2 separate regions of the Sus scrofa genome follow, and region 1 is linked to region 2. Evidence: chromatin contacts called from public Hi-C data. All regions are on one chromosome and are shown on one strand. The core of a region is the stretch at or near the end of the contact, and the rest is flanking DNA. Distances in the headings are between cores, read along the strand shown. Region 1 overlaps CYTH3 (cytohesin-3). Region 2 has its middle 8.8 kb from the start of PDGFA.

The links. Hi-C and Micro-C count contacts between places; a contact is called where the count stands out from the background.
Region 1: a Hi-C map of omental adipose tissue shows a contact between it and region 2, with 10 times the contacts expected there. The contact joins two enhancer-like sites. A contact is called at or near these places in 3 of 47 Hi-C or Micro-C datasets (mesenteric adipose tissue, omental adipose tissue and retroperitoneal adipose tissue).

Annotation. Positions count from the first base shown.
Region 1 is chr3:4,909,519-4,915,739 of Sscrofa11.1, reverse strand. All of the region lies in intron 1 of CYTH3 (cytohesin-3), which reads right to left. Among named protein-coding and RNA genes, the nearest start is that of CYTH3, 12 kb to the right of the region's middle. Within about 2 kb of position 2,824, at least 20 of the 83 cell types and tissues checked have an H3K27ac peak or open chromatin away from gene starts, as enhancers often do. A contact at or near this core is called in omental adipose tissue, where this site is marked.
Region 2 is chr3:328,655-334,913 of Sscrofa11.1, reverse strand. No RefSeq gene overlaps it. Among named protein-coding and RNA genes, the nearest start is that of PDGFA, 8.8 kb to the right of the region's middle. Within about 2 kb of position 2,658, at least 14 of the 83 cell types and tissues checked have an H3K27ac peak or open chromatin away from gene starts, as enhancers often do. A contact at or near this core is called in omental adipose tissue, where this site is marked.

The sequences.
Region 1 (6,221 bases), core at 1,575-4,074, 4.6 Mb before region 2:
CTCTCTTCTCTTTAAACACGTAATCTAGACTGTAGGATACAAATAATGATATTAGGCAACCAGCCTGGACTCTTTGAAGAAGTCACTGTCACCAAAAAGAAATTTTTTTAAGACGGAGGAGACATGACTAAAGACATGGGGTGAACCTTGACGAGAAGCTACAACAGGTAAGAAAAATAACCACAAAGGACATGTTGAGAACAAGCTGGGGAGAGCAGAACCTGGACTGCCTGTGAGATGACGCCGTGGAATTACTGTTCGTTCTCTTCAGCATCGCAGGGGTGGGCGCCGAGGAGGGTCAGGTCCACGGGAGATGAATGCGCGGCGTTATCTAGGGACACATGTTCCACGACACGTAACTCACCTTCACGCACTTCAGCCAAAAAAAGATAAACTACAAAGTACGGCATATTAGAAATAACGTAAATGTGGCCAAATGCCAGCAAATAGGTTAAAGATAGGTGAGTATTCACTGCACTACTTCAACTTTTCTATAGATTCGAAATGTTCAAAATGCCACGTTGGAGGAGACAAGACGCAATAATCATACGGCCCATCATCGGCTGTTCCTAAACCCAAACCCCAAAGACCTGCCGGGTCACTCTGCTTAGCATGCGCCTGTGGGCAAGGGGCTGACTGCTGATGACGGACAGTCTGCAATGTCTCCTGACTGTGTGAGTGTTCGGGGGGCAGGTGGAGGGCGTCGGAAGACCCAGGGCCAGGGATCGAACCCAAATCACAGCAGCAAACCTGGCCACCGCAGTGACAACGCCAGATCCTTAACCCACTGCACCACAGGGGAACTCCCTGTTTGGGACTGATAAACTCTTGGCTAAACAACTTCACCTGGGTTCTTCCAATGTCCATTTTCCATATATGACTGAAGCGTAAGGAGACTGACACAGAGCCCCAAGGCTAGAGGTAGCAGAGCTGTATACATGTGCTTAAAAATATGTCAGCAACAATGACCAGTTCCAGTGTTTCAACAAACCTAAGTGTACCGAAAGCAGACACTGGGATTCTCAGAACAAACCATTAACCTCACAGCTGTTTTCTGCCTTGAGCTGGCGAAACTGTCTGAAACATCCTTCAGTGGCTGACCTGGGAGAGCAAACAGGCAGAGATTCTGAAATCTTAATTCCCACAGATCACACGGGGGAGGGGGCCTCTCTGACCCCACAGGCCTGAGGCTCCCTGGGAAGGAGGAGCTGCACGGTTCTCTCCAGCGTGATTCACCCCAACAAAGCCCACCAGGAGGCAGGGGCCACGGCAGGCTGTCCACCACAGCGCTGGACCAGCCTGGGGGTCCTGGTTCCAGTAAATGGATGAACGGAAGAGTCTCTGGGAGAGGCGGGGGTGGGGCAGGACACACTTGGACATCAGGGAAAAAGAGCTTCAACAGAATATGTAGGAAACAGGAGTTCCCCTCGTGGTGCAGCGGAAATGAATCCAACTAGTGACCAGGAGGTTGTGGGTTTGATCCCTGGCCTCGCTCAGGGGGTTAAGGATCCCACACTGCCGTGAGCTGTGGTGTAGGTCAAAGATGAGGCTCAGATCCCGAGTGGCTGTGGCTGTGGTGTAGACTGGCAGCTATAGCTCTGATTTGACCCTTAGCCTAGGAACCTCCATATGCTGCAGGTGCAGCCCTAAAAAGCAAAAAGAAAAAAAAAAAAAAAGTAGAAGCAGTCTCATAGAATGAAGAATGAAGGGTTTAACACTACAAAACTCCCCGTCTCTGGCATTGGGGGAGATGCCCAGGTTAGTTTTACCACCTGACCTTGGCCTTTCCTCCCCAGCTAGTGACAGCTGAACAGCCCTGACGGGCCGTCTGCAATTCTTTAATTAAGGAAATGGCCCTGCTGTCAAATGTGTTCCCGAGACTCCCAGTCACCGATCGATCTCGAAAACCAAGATTAAATCATTCAGGCCGAGCTCATGTGATTACAGAGCCTCTGGACGTTCTCTCCGAGGGGAGACAGCTGGGGCGGCTCCGGTGACTGGCCTGCGCCGTCTCAGGCCCGGGGCTGGAAGGACAAGGTTAGCAGGGGACTCTCTCAAGAGCGAAATTCTTTGCACCCAACCTCAACTTTGCACAGGGAAAGCAGAAAAGGGAGCTAGTGTTTCCGACGTCCAACCAGCCCGACGCTTCCTCAAGTCTTATCACCTCTGCGCGCAGGACAGCCTGCTCTCCGCCAGGACGGTGACCGCGGAGGGACGCGGGCAGAGAGAGACGCCCCTCCAGGCAGGGACAAAGGATGGAGGCCGCACCCAGGGCTGTACCCAGAGACTTAAAACCTAAAACCGCACGGCAACGGACCGACAGCAGCAGAGCCCCGGGGAAGTAGCTCGGCTTCTGTTCTTTCCACATTAAAAAAATACTCAGGTCCTGCAGGTCCGGCCAAGTTACCGGGCATCTGAGAGGCAGAGGCAGCACGGGGGCCGCCAGGCGAGCGGGGGCCACACGCGCCCTCCAGACGCCGCTCCCTGGTCTGAGCACCTGAAGGCCACTCCAGTCCGGAGCAAGGAGGGGAGCCTGCCCGGGACTTTGCTTTCTGCAAAGAGAAACATGGCAGGAGCCATCCGACTCATGGGGTGCTTAGCCACTATTTTCAACGAAAAGGCTAAGCTTTAGAAACAGGTCGCTCTGGGGAAGCCACAGCAGACACTCGGTGATTCCTGGGGAAACGCGGCATTTCCCAAGAGCACTCTGCCTTGTTACGCGGGCAATGAGAGGCATCGTTTTACTCTCTAGACGGTTCTGGCTCTCAGAAGGGCCTCTCCTACTGAGTCAAAGTCTGCAATTGCTCGTCCTCCCACACTTGGGAAATCCAGCCTCTGCGTGTGAACAGGCCTCACACTGGAAAGTCACCGAAATCCTCCCCGTTTCCCATACTCTAACACAAACAACAACGAATTCATCTGGCTGTCTCGATTCAAAAAAATTTTAATCTAATTACCGCAACTTGGAAAAGGCCATTCTTGATCATTTTATTTCCTCTCCGCGAAGAGCTAAAAGGAAGCCCTGTCTTCTCCAGAACACTGAATGGCCCATGCCTGCCACGTCTGATGACTGCATTTTCAAAGATATTTCTGTGTTAAAATAAACGGGGTCATAAGGATGTGCCAAAGGAAGCTGTTAAGGGATTTATAAGCAGGTGGAAAGAGACTTCATTTTATTCCAAGTAGGAGAAAGCTGGCCAGACCTGGCTCACGTGTCCCTCCTTCTCCAGGAGGACAATGGGGTTACTCGCTGCTTTAGAGCCCTCAGGAGCCTCTCCTAGTGGTGATGAGGGCCCCTTCCCAACGGGCAGACACCTGAACAAATCAAGGTGCCTTCGCCAGGGAGAGGGGGCAGGGGAGCAAAGCGGCCTGGTTGCTACGCAGACTGGAACTCAGCCCAACCGGGGCTACACGCTGCATGGCGGCGGCGGGCAAGGCACCCCAGACACACTGGCCACCAGAGCTTCCCCTGCTGCCCCCAAATGAGCTCTATCCCATGGAGGTCCCAGGCTAGGGGTCCAATTGGCGCTACAGCTGCCGGCCTACACCACAGCCACGGCAACACCAGGTCTGCGAGCCACACCACAGCTCAGGGCAACATCAGATCCTTAACCCATTGAGCGAGGCCAGGGATCGAACCCACATCCTCGTGGGTGCCCGTGGGGTTCGTTAACCACTGAGCCACAAGGGGAACTCCAGCTCCATCCCATCTGGTGGCTTAAAAATCAAGAGCTGTTGGTGCCTAGGAACTTGTACATGCTGTGGGTGTGGCCAGAAAAAAATTAAAATCTAAATAAATGAACTTAAAAAAAAAATCGACAGTTTCTGAAAAGTTATATATTTGGGGGGGGGCACGCCCAAGGCAGGTGAAAATTCCCGGGTTGGGTGGAACCCACACCACAGCAGTGACAGACAATGCCAGATCCTAAAACCTCTGGGCCGCCACGGAACGCCTACACTTTATAGAAAGGGAAAAAAATATTATTCGTATTTTTAAAAGTCTATCAGGCCACCCTAGCACTAAACCAACCATAGAAACGGCTCAATGGTGACTGCTCGAAAGGACCTTCGTATGATCAAACTGTAGTCTTAAAGAACCTCCAGAATGTAAGATGATAAACGCAAGCCAGATGTTCACCCAAAAAAAAAAAAAAAAAAGAAAACAAGATTGTTTTTACTTCATAGCAACCAAACAGGTCAAGCCATTTCCTCCTGCAGAGAATCCTCAGGGGGCCACAAACTCCACTGGAAGAGCATGTGTCTCATACGCATCTGTCCACAGAAAAAGGAAATTCTGCCGTCCAAAATAAACGGAGAGTATTATATGTTCCCATGAAAGTGAAGGAGAAAACTGCCGTCAGGCTGTGTCGACGTGCTGCCAAACATCTGGATGAAGCCAGAATTTAAAAGATCACTGACTACCTAGACACGAAGAAACCCTTTTCCATCATCATTAAAATGCTCGGTTTTACAGCCAACTGCCGGTTTTATTTATTAATTACAGGAATACGTTGTTCAAAAGAAGAGCTCAGTGATTAAAAATAGCCCTGCTGCAAGTTTAGGACAGGAACTTACTGGCCCTTATTTGAACAGGGCTCCTGGTGACACTGAGTCAGCAAAGAGCAAATCTGCTCTATCCAAGTAAATTACAAAATATTCTTAGCCAACTGAATGGACTCAGGTGAGTGCCTTCTACTATTTAAACCACACTGGAAGACACCGACCCCAAGCAAGTGCTTGCGGAAGGGTCTCCTGTTCTAACACAGTCGAGAATCTCACGTCTATCCCATCGTGCCCATGGGGGAAGGACATGAGCTATAGAAACGTTTTTAAGTTTGATCAACTTCAAAAATCAGGATGGAGAGTCATGTGTTTTCTACTCCCAATTAAAGGTTTTACTATTTTCCCACAAATTCAAAATACTTAATACTTTTTTTTTGGTCTTTTTAGAGCCACACCCACCACATATGGAGGTTCCCAGGCCAGGGGTCTAATGGGAGCTGTAGCCGCCGGCCTACACCCCAGCCACAGCAACTCAGGATCCAAGCCATGTCTGTGACCCACACCACAGCTCACAGCAACACCAGATCCTTAACCCACTGAGCAAGGCTGGGGACCGAACCCTCAACCTCATGGTTCCTAGTCGGATTCGTTAACCACTGTGCCACGACGGAAACTCCTCAAAATACTGAATACATTTTAAGCAGCTTGCAGGATACTTTGGTAAGACCTATTTTTTCCTTTCATTGCACAAGTTTCAATGATCCTGCCTTACAAATGGGTAAACCAGCTTCCTAAAGGATGTGCCAGTAACTTTTTAAAAATACTTTCTCGCTCCCACAGTGACTTAGAGTGTGAAAGTGCAAACGGCGTTGCTCTGCTCATCGGATGACCTGTCGTAGGTCCGCTGTCACGACGGTTCACCTGAGAAACTCCGAGATGCAAAACATCCCGCCCCCCGGCTTGCCCTCCACTCTCACACAGCAAAGCCCCGGCAAGGCCATGGCCCACGCTTCTCCTTCAGCAAGGCAAAATCCCTCCCGGTCACCCCTGAGCCCGCTCCAGTAAGACTGCGCCCCATGTTCCACCAAACTCTTTTTTTAAAGTCACCCAATCCAGCAGACGCCTACCACCCTCGCCCTCAGCACGGCCGACCCTGCCCTCTCCTTAAAGCCCTTCTCCTCCGGCAATTCCACACGACCCGCCAGGTTCCCCAGCTCGGGGTGGACCGGGGAGTCCTCAGTCCTGGCACTTTTCTCCCCTCTCTCAACTCTCTCCCCTAGGGTGTCTCACTCACCCATCCCATGACATCACTTTAAATTTTCCCCAGGAGTTCCCGTCGTGGTGCAGAAACGAACCTGACAAGGAACCATGAGGATGCAGGTTCGATCCCTCGCCTTGCTCAGTGGGCTGAGGATCCGGCGTTGCCATGAGCTGTTGTGTAGGCTGCAGACGCGGCTCAGATCCAGCATTGCTGTGGCTCTGGCGTAGGCCGGCGGCTACAGCTCCGATTCGACCCCTAGCCTGGGAACCTCCACATGCCGTGGGTACAGCCCTCAAAAGACAAAAAAAATTTTAAATAAAAATAAATAAATCTTCCCCGTGTTTATCTCCTAACCAGTCCAGTCTTCCAAGGAGCAGATCACAAAGCTAAACATCTTCCCACCATCGCTACCAAGACCTCTCACAAACAAGGCCAGCTGTAAACAGGAGATTCGGTT
Region 2 (6,259 bases), core at 1,409-3,908:
GGCCAGATGAGGCCCGCGGGAGTCGGGCTGCGAGTCGGGCTGCGGGGCGGCCTCCTCTCTCTCTCCTCCAGCCTGTGCCTCTCTGGAACGGTCTCCACTGGGAAGCTGGGCTGGGATCCAGGCCTGCCTGCACCTCGCTGCCCCTGGTCATCAGCCCTCCCGTTATGGGCTGGCCCCACCCAGGAGAGCCAGCAGTCCCCTTCCCCGGGCGCCCTCTTGCCACCATGAGGGGCCCACGGTACAGGGAGGCGGGGCAGGGTGGCGCCACAGGGACAGGCTCTACTTCCCAGGCCCCGGTGCCCTCCTCCCTGCCGGCCTGGCTCTGTGTTAGGAGCCCTGGTCTGGGCCTCCACGCCCCGCACGCCCCTCGGCACAGCCGGGGCGCTGTGCTCCTCCGTTTCTGCTTTAGGCTGAGAATCGGGCAGAGCGTGGGCTCACGGGGGTGCCCAGCCCATCCCACTACATACAGATGGGGCCTGAGTGCAGTCCCACAACCCTCGCTGCTGGGCCTGGGGTCCCGGCAGCCAGTGGATGGGTGGGCCTGCCCTCCAGAACCCCGTCCTGGGTGGCCAGCAAGGCAGCGCACAAGGGCAGCGACTTCCAGAGTCCCATGAGGAAAGTGCCACAGGTCCCGTCTGGCCCCAGCCATGCAATGGGCACCACGTTCTCTGGCTGGGCTCCGGCCCCCGGAACAGCTCCCTGGAGCCAAGAACACAGAACCCACTTTGTGAGCAGCGGGGAGGGATGCGGTGGGGCTGGGGGGGTGGGATGCCTGGGGAACGGGGGGGCAGGGCTGCGCAGAAGTGAGGGCTGGCGCGTTTGGACTCTGTCCCGCTCTCAACACCTGTGCGCTGCGCCCCGTCCAGCCCCCTGTTGGGGCCACAGCCCAAGAGGGAGACCGCAGAAGCGGCCCAAGCTGGAGGCCAGAGCGGCCGCCCGGGGGAGCAGATGAGAGGACTTGGGGAAGCACAGAATGACGCCCCAGCGGGTCCCCACCACGGGAGGCCACCAGGGAGGCCCTCATTCCATGGCTTCCTGAAGCTGGAACCCCAGAAAGAGAGAGGACTTGAGGTGCAGGGGAGGTGGGGACCCTGCGAGGCTGAGCCTGAGCCTGTCACTCTCGGACCCGAGCAGGTGGCCCTGTGCCGGCCCCCGCTCAGAGGGGCCTCCCCCGTCAGGCCCAGGGGAGGTTCTAAGGGAAACCCCTTCCCTGGGTGAGAGGGGTCGCCCACCTGCAGATTCCCAGACCCGTTGTCAGGGGCCAGGTGGCTGCTCTGGCACAGCTGGGTCGGGAGGTGGTGGGTCTGGTGGTGATGGGTTGGCATGGGCAGCAGGGGAGGCGGGGGAGGGGCCGGGAAATGGAGAGTGCATTCCAGACGGGTGACACACAGCTCTGCAGTGGGCGGTAGGCTGGAGGGGAGCAGGCTGGGCTGGAAGGTCCCTGGGATCTGGCTCCCCTGAGAGGGAGATAAGATGGGTGGGGCTGGGTGGGCGGGAGGAGAATTCCAGGCCTGAGGAGCCCCGCTACTGGCTGCCATCCTTCAAGGCTCTGCTCAAACGCCACCTCCTCCTGGAAGGCTTCTTAGATTCATCCTTGGCCCCCTGGATTGAGAGGAGCCCCCGGGAGCCTGGCCTTCCTCTCTTCCCATCAGACCTGGGCTGGCCGGAAACTCGGGGCCGAATGCTCGCTGGTCCCAGGACAGGGCTTGGCTGGGGTGTCCACTCTCTCTGGCTGGCCCTCAGGCCACTCAGGATACTGGCCCAGCTTTGCTGTACGGAGCTGGATGAGCCCTGGACACGTAGTGCCCGCCACGACCTAGCTCCTTCCTCCCCGGCCGTGGGCCTCCGGGCCATCGGCTGGGGCTCAGGCCACAAGGCTGCCTTCTGCAGGTGGCTTGGCCTTCCGTCCCCAAGCTGGGCAGCCAGGGGATGGGAGCTGGGTGTTTGGGGGAGCCTCCAGGAGAGCAGGAAGCCCCCCCCGCCACCGCCTCAGGGCACCTGCCTGCCACAGCCAGGCGCCTTGCCAGCAAAGGTGGAGGCCAGGCCTCCAGGGAGGACAAGGGAAGGGGCTCCTGTCTGGGTCTCAGGTGCAGAGGGACCCTGAGGGGCTGCCTCTGTCCCCTAGCCCAACAGGAGTGGCCATGCTGCCCGCAGCTGCCCCGCCCAGGCTCATGTCACAAGAACGTCGGGGCTCTGGGGTGGGTGCTCCGTGCTGTTCACTGAGCCCCTGCTGTATGCAAGCCACTCCGTGAACCGCCCTCCCCGCTACCCGCAGCAGAGCACCTGCTGCCCTCGGCCGCACCCCTAGGTCTGTGCCCACCTCTTCTTAGGCATCACCTTAACTCCGGTTGGCAGGTACTTCTGCCTGTAGTGACCTCTTCCGTCTGTGAGGCCACTGAGGCTCGGAGAGGGGGACCACTAGCCAAAGGTTGCACAGACGGCAGCTGTGGAGCTGTCCTCGAGCCCAGGACTGGCTCTCGGGCTTTGGGCCTGGGTTCCGTCCTGCCTGTGATGTTTCTGCCCGCTGAGGCCCCACAGGTGGGGGCGTGGAGATGCCCACAGGCCACGCCTTCCCCACACCCCAGGGATGCCCCCAGATCGCAGCAGAACTAGGCTAAGACTCTCTGATGGACTTTGCTCTCTGCTGGTGAGAAAAACAGCTACAGCTGAAGAGGACCCGTCCAGCCGATACAGGCCAGGTCCCAAGGGCAGCCGACCAGGGACCACTCAGAGCCAGGGTGTGAGCCGTGAATTCCAGGGCCCTATCCTGGGGTGCTCCAGGGGGCTGGGGTCAGAGGTCACCAGCCCAGGCAGGACAGCCCCTCTCAGGAAGGCCTGGTGCAGGGAGGGGGTGTGGTCGTTTCCTCTTCCGAGGACAATCTAAGGAGTCCTGGGCACTGGATCCAGCCTGGCCAGCAGGAGCATGTGTCCCCACCCCCTGCCACGGCCAGCATCCCAGGTGGCCAGTGAGATGCAGCCCTTAGAAGCCTGGGGCTGTGAGGGTGTCAGGGGCCGGCTGCTGGCTGCCACTTCCACTGAGGAGAAAGTGGGAGATGAAGGCTGAGGCCGGTTTGGAAGATGGAGTCTGAACTTCTTGAACCAGCCACACCTGAAGCTGCTTGCTCCTGGCCCAGCAGTCACCGTCTGATTCCTTGGGCCACTTTGAGTTCTCGTCACAGCAGCCAAGAGTGCTGACCTAAAGAACTGGAAGGCAGGGCTGAGCAGTGACTTCTCTTCTTGTCTGAAAACTGTCGCATTTCGAGAAATGACAGGGACCAGGAGGGGTCCTCCTGGGAGGCCCCCAACAGGGATGAAGGGGACCCCCCCACTTGGCCCTCTCCCTCCTTCGCCCTCCCCCATCTCTCAGTTTCTTTCAGCCTTTCTCTTCCCTCTCCATCCGCTCCTCCTGCCACCTCTCGGCCTCCATGGGAGACCGTTGCAGGCCCCTCTCCTCCTGGCCTCCTAGGCTCAGGGAAGATGCATGCCTCCCACCCCCCCAGTCCCCGGCTGCTTCCCCTCAGGTGGGCCCCTCCTTGGGCCAGGCCAGCATGTGCAAGTCTCCTTCACAAGAAACTCCCTGCCACAGATGTCACTTGGCCCCCCACGGCAGGGGTGGGTAGATCCTGGCTGCCCCAGCCCGAGGACACCTGACCGTAGGAGGAATCGCCCAGTGTCCCCGGCCCAGACCGGCCCAGTCCCTCCCCCAGAGGCCAGCCCACCAGGCCTCCTGTCCCTGCCTGGGCAGCGGCTCGCAGGTGGCGGGAACGTGGCAGCGACTCTCTCGGGGACTTACATTGCTGTGCGTTTTCTTTCCCGGCAGCCCCGGACCAGAAGCATGACCTCCCGCTTTCCCTGACGGGGAAGCCGAGGCCTGGAGCTGTGATGTGGTTCGCCCGAGGTCGCGGGGTCAGGAGAGGCCGGGTCCAGCCGAGACGAGGAGAGGGCTTCCTGGAGGGGGAGGGCCACCTGGCAACAGCGTCACTTCAGAGGAGATTCAAGGCCCAGGGAGGGAAGGGACCTGCCCACCCCCAAGCCCAGAGCCACAGCGTCTGCTGCCCAAGTGTCTCTTTCAAATAGAAGTGATGGAGCTTCCTAGACAAAGAATATTAGCTCATCACAGGCCTGGGTGTTGGGTGGAAAAGCTACCAGACAAGCGCCCTCCCCACCACCGTGTCTCTGCTAACACCTAGAAAATCAGGGCGCCAGGAACCCCGCGGGAGGAAACGGGGGCGGGAGTGCAGGACACATCACCGCCGTACACACACACACACACACACACACAGGACACATCACCGCCGTACACACACACACACACACACACACACACACACAGGACACATCACCGCCGTACACACACACACACACACACACACACACACACGCACGCACACGGCAGGAACCCATCCTCACAACCCCCAGAGGGAGGGCGCCGTTTCCAGCGGAAGAGTTAGGAGAACACGATTTGTCCACACCTGGGGTTTTAGGTTGTTTCCAGCTTCTCGCGTCGCGCTGTCCTGATGCCCTCAGTCGGTGGCGGTTCTGTATCTGGGTCGTTTTCTTAGGCGAGGCGCCCAGATGTGGGATGACAGGGTCAGGGGCCACGGCCACTTTCACGGCTTCCGATCCAAGTTGCCGCCGGCTCTGTCCTCGAAGGCAGACGCTGGGACAGCCGCTCTCACGGCCCCTGCGGGTCCTCCCCCCACCGAAACGCAGACCCGGTCCTGCATCCGCATGGCTGGCTGGCGGTAAAGTGCCTCCGTGCCTGTGTGGCTTTCGTGGGTCTTGTGTGGTTTTCCTTTGCTTTTTGGTCTTTTTGTCTTTTCAGGGCTGCACCCGCAGCATATGGAGGTTCCCAGGCCAGGGGGTCTAATGGGAGCTGTAGCCACCGGCCTACACCACAGCCACAGCCATGCCGGATCCGAGCCGAGTCTGCAACCTGCACTGTGGCTCATGGCAACACCAGATCCTTAACCCACGGAGCAAGGCCAGGTCTCAAACCCACAACCTCATGGTTCATAGTCGGATTTGTTTCCACTGCACCACGACGGGAACTCCTCGTGTGGTTTTTCTGATGCGAGAACACGAGCAAAGACCTCATGGGTATTGTGTTTTGAGGATTCGGCTAACACTCACTCTGTGTAGACACATGGACACAGACCCGGGAAACACAGTTTTCACACCCAACTGAGGGAGTCCCTTTGTTCAGGCCTCAACTTTTTTACCTGTATCCAATTTCTGTACTGTCCCCTCCGAGTCTTTCCAACTTAAAAGTGGGAAACGCAGCTAATGGGCTTTGCTCTGCATCTTCTAGACGTCTGATCGACCATGGGAAAGCTGGAAAATAGGAATCGGCATTTTTTCCCAACTTTCCTTTGGGGAACTTTCAATCTTACCGCAGTCATAAGAAGGTACAACGCGCGGCTGGGTACCTCGGCCTGAGTTCAGCTCCTGCTCGCTCCCCGCGCCTGTGCTGCTCCATCCCTGCGTCTGGCGTCTGTCACCTGCCTGCCATCACCTATCTATCTTCCATCTACGTTTGCACCTGAGTGTCTACCATCTCTCACCTCCACCCCCCACCCCCAGCCACGTGGAAACAAGCCTCGGACCTCCTGAGCCCCCCCCTCCCGGTACCACGGGGTCTCTCGAGGACAAGGAAGCTCTCTTGCGTCACTGTAGCACTGTCACCACACCCCAGGGGTTTTACTTGGATACAATCATGGAATATTCCTCCGTGGCCCCAGTGGTGACCTGCGGGCTGTCCAGGACCAAGCCCTGTGCTGGCACCCTCCCCAGTTCTCCACAATGCAAAGCTATTCTTTTTTTTTTGTCTTTTTAGGGCTGCACCCACAGCATATGGAGGTTCCCAGCCTAGGGGTCGCCGGCCACAGCCACAGCCACGCCACATCCCAGCACGTGTCTGTCAACCTACACCACAGCTCACAGCAATGCTGGGTCCTCAACCCACTGAGCGAGGCCAGGGATTGAACCCGCATCCTCATGGATGCTGGTCAGATTCGTTTCCGCTGAGCCACAACGGGAACACCTGCGAAGCTCTTCTGAAGGGCCAGAAGCAGGTGTCTCTCTGCCTGGATGCCCCATCCACCCACAAGACAGTGGTTTTGAAGAGAACCTTCCAGGGGCCGGTGGGTGCCTCTCGCTGAGACCCACGTGGGCAAGTTTGTTCTGAAACATTTAACAGCTTAATTCCTCACTGCATGGGAGTGTATTTCGTGTTGAGGACGCGTGAGGATTTGAGCAA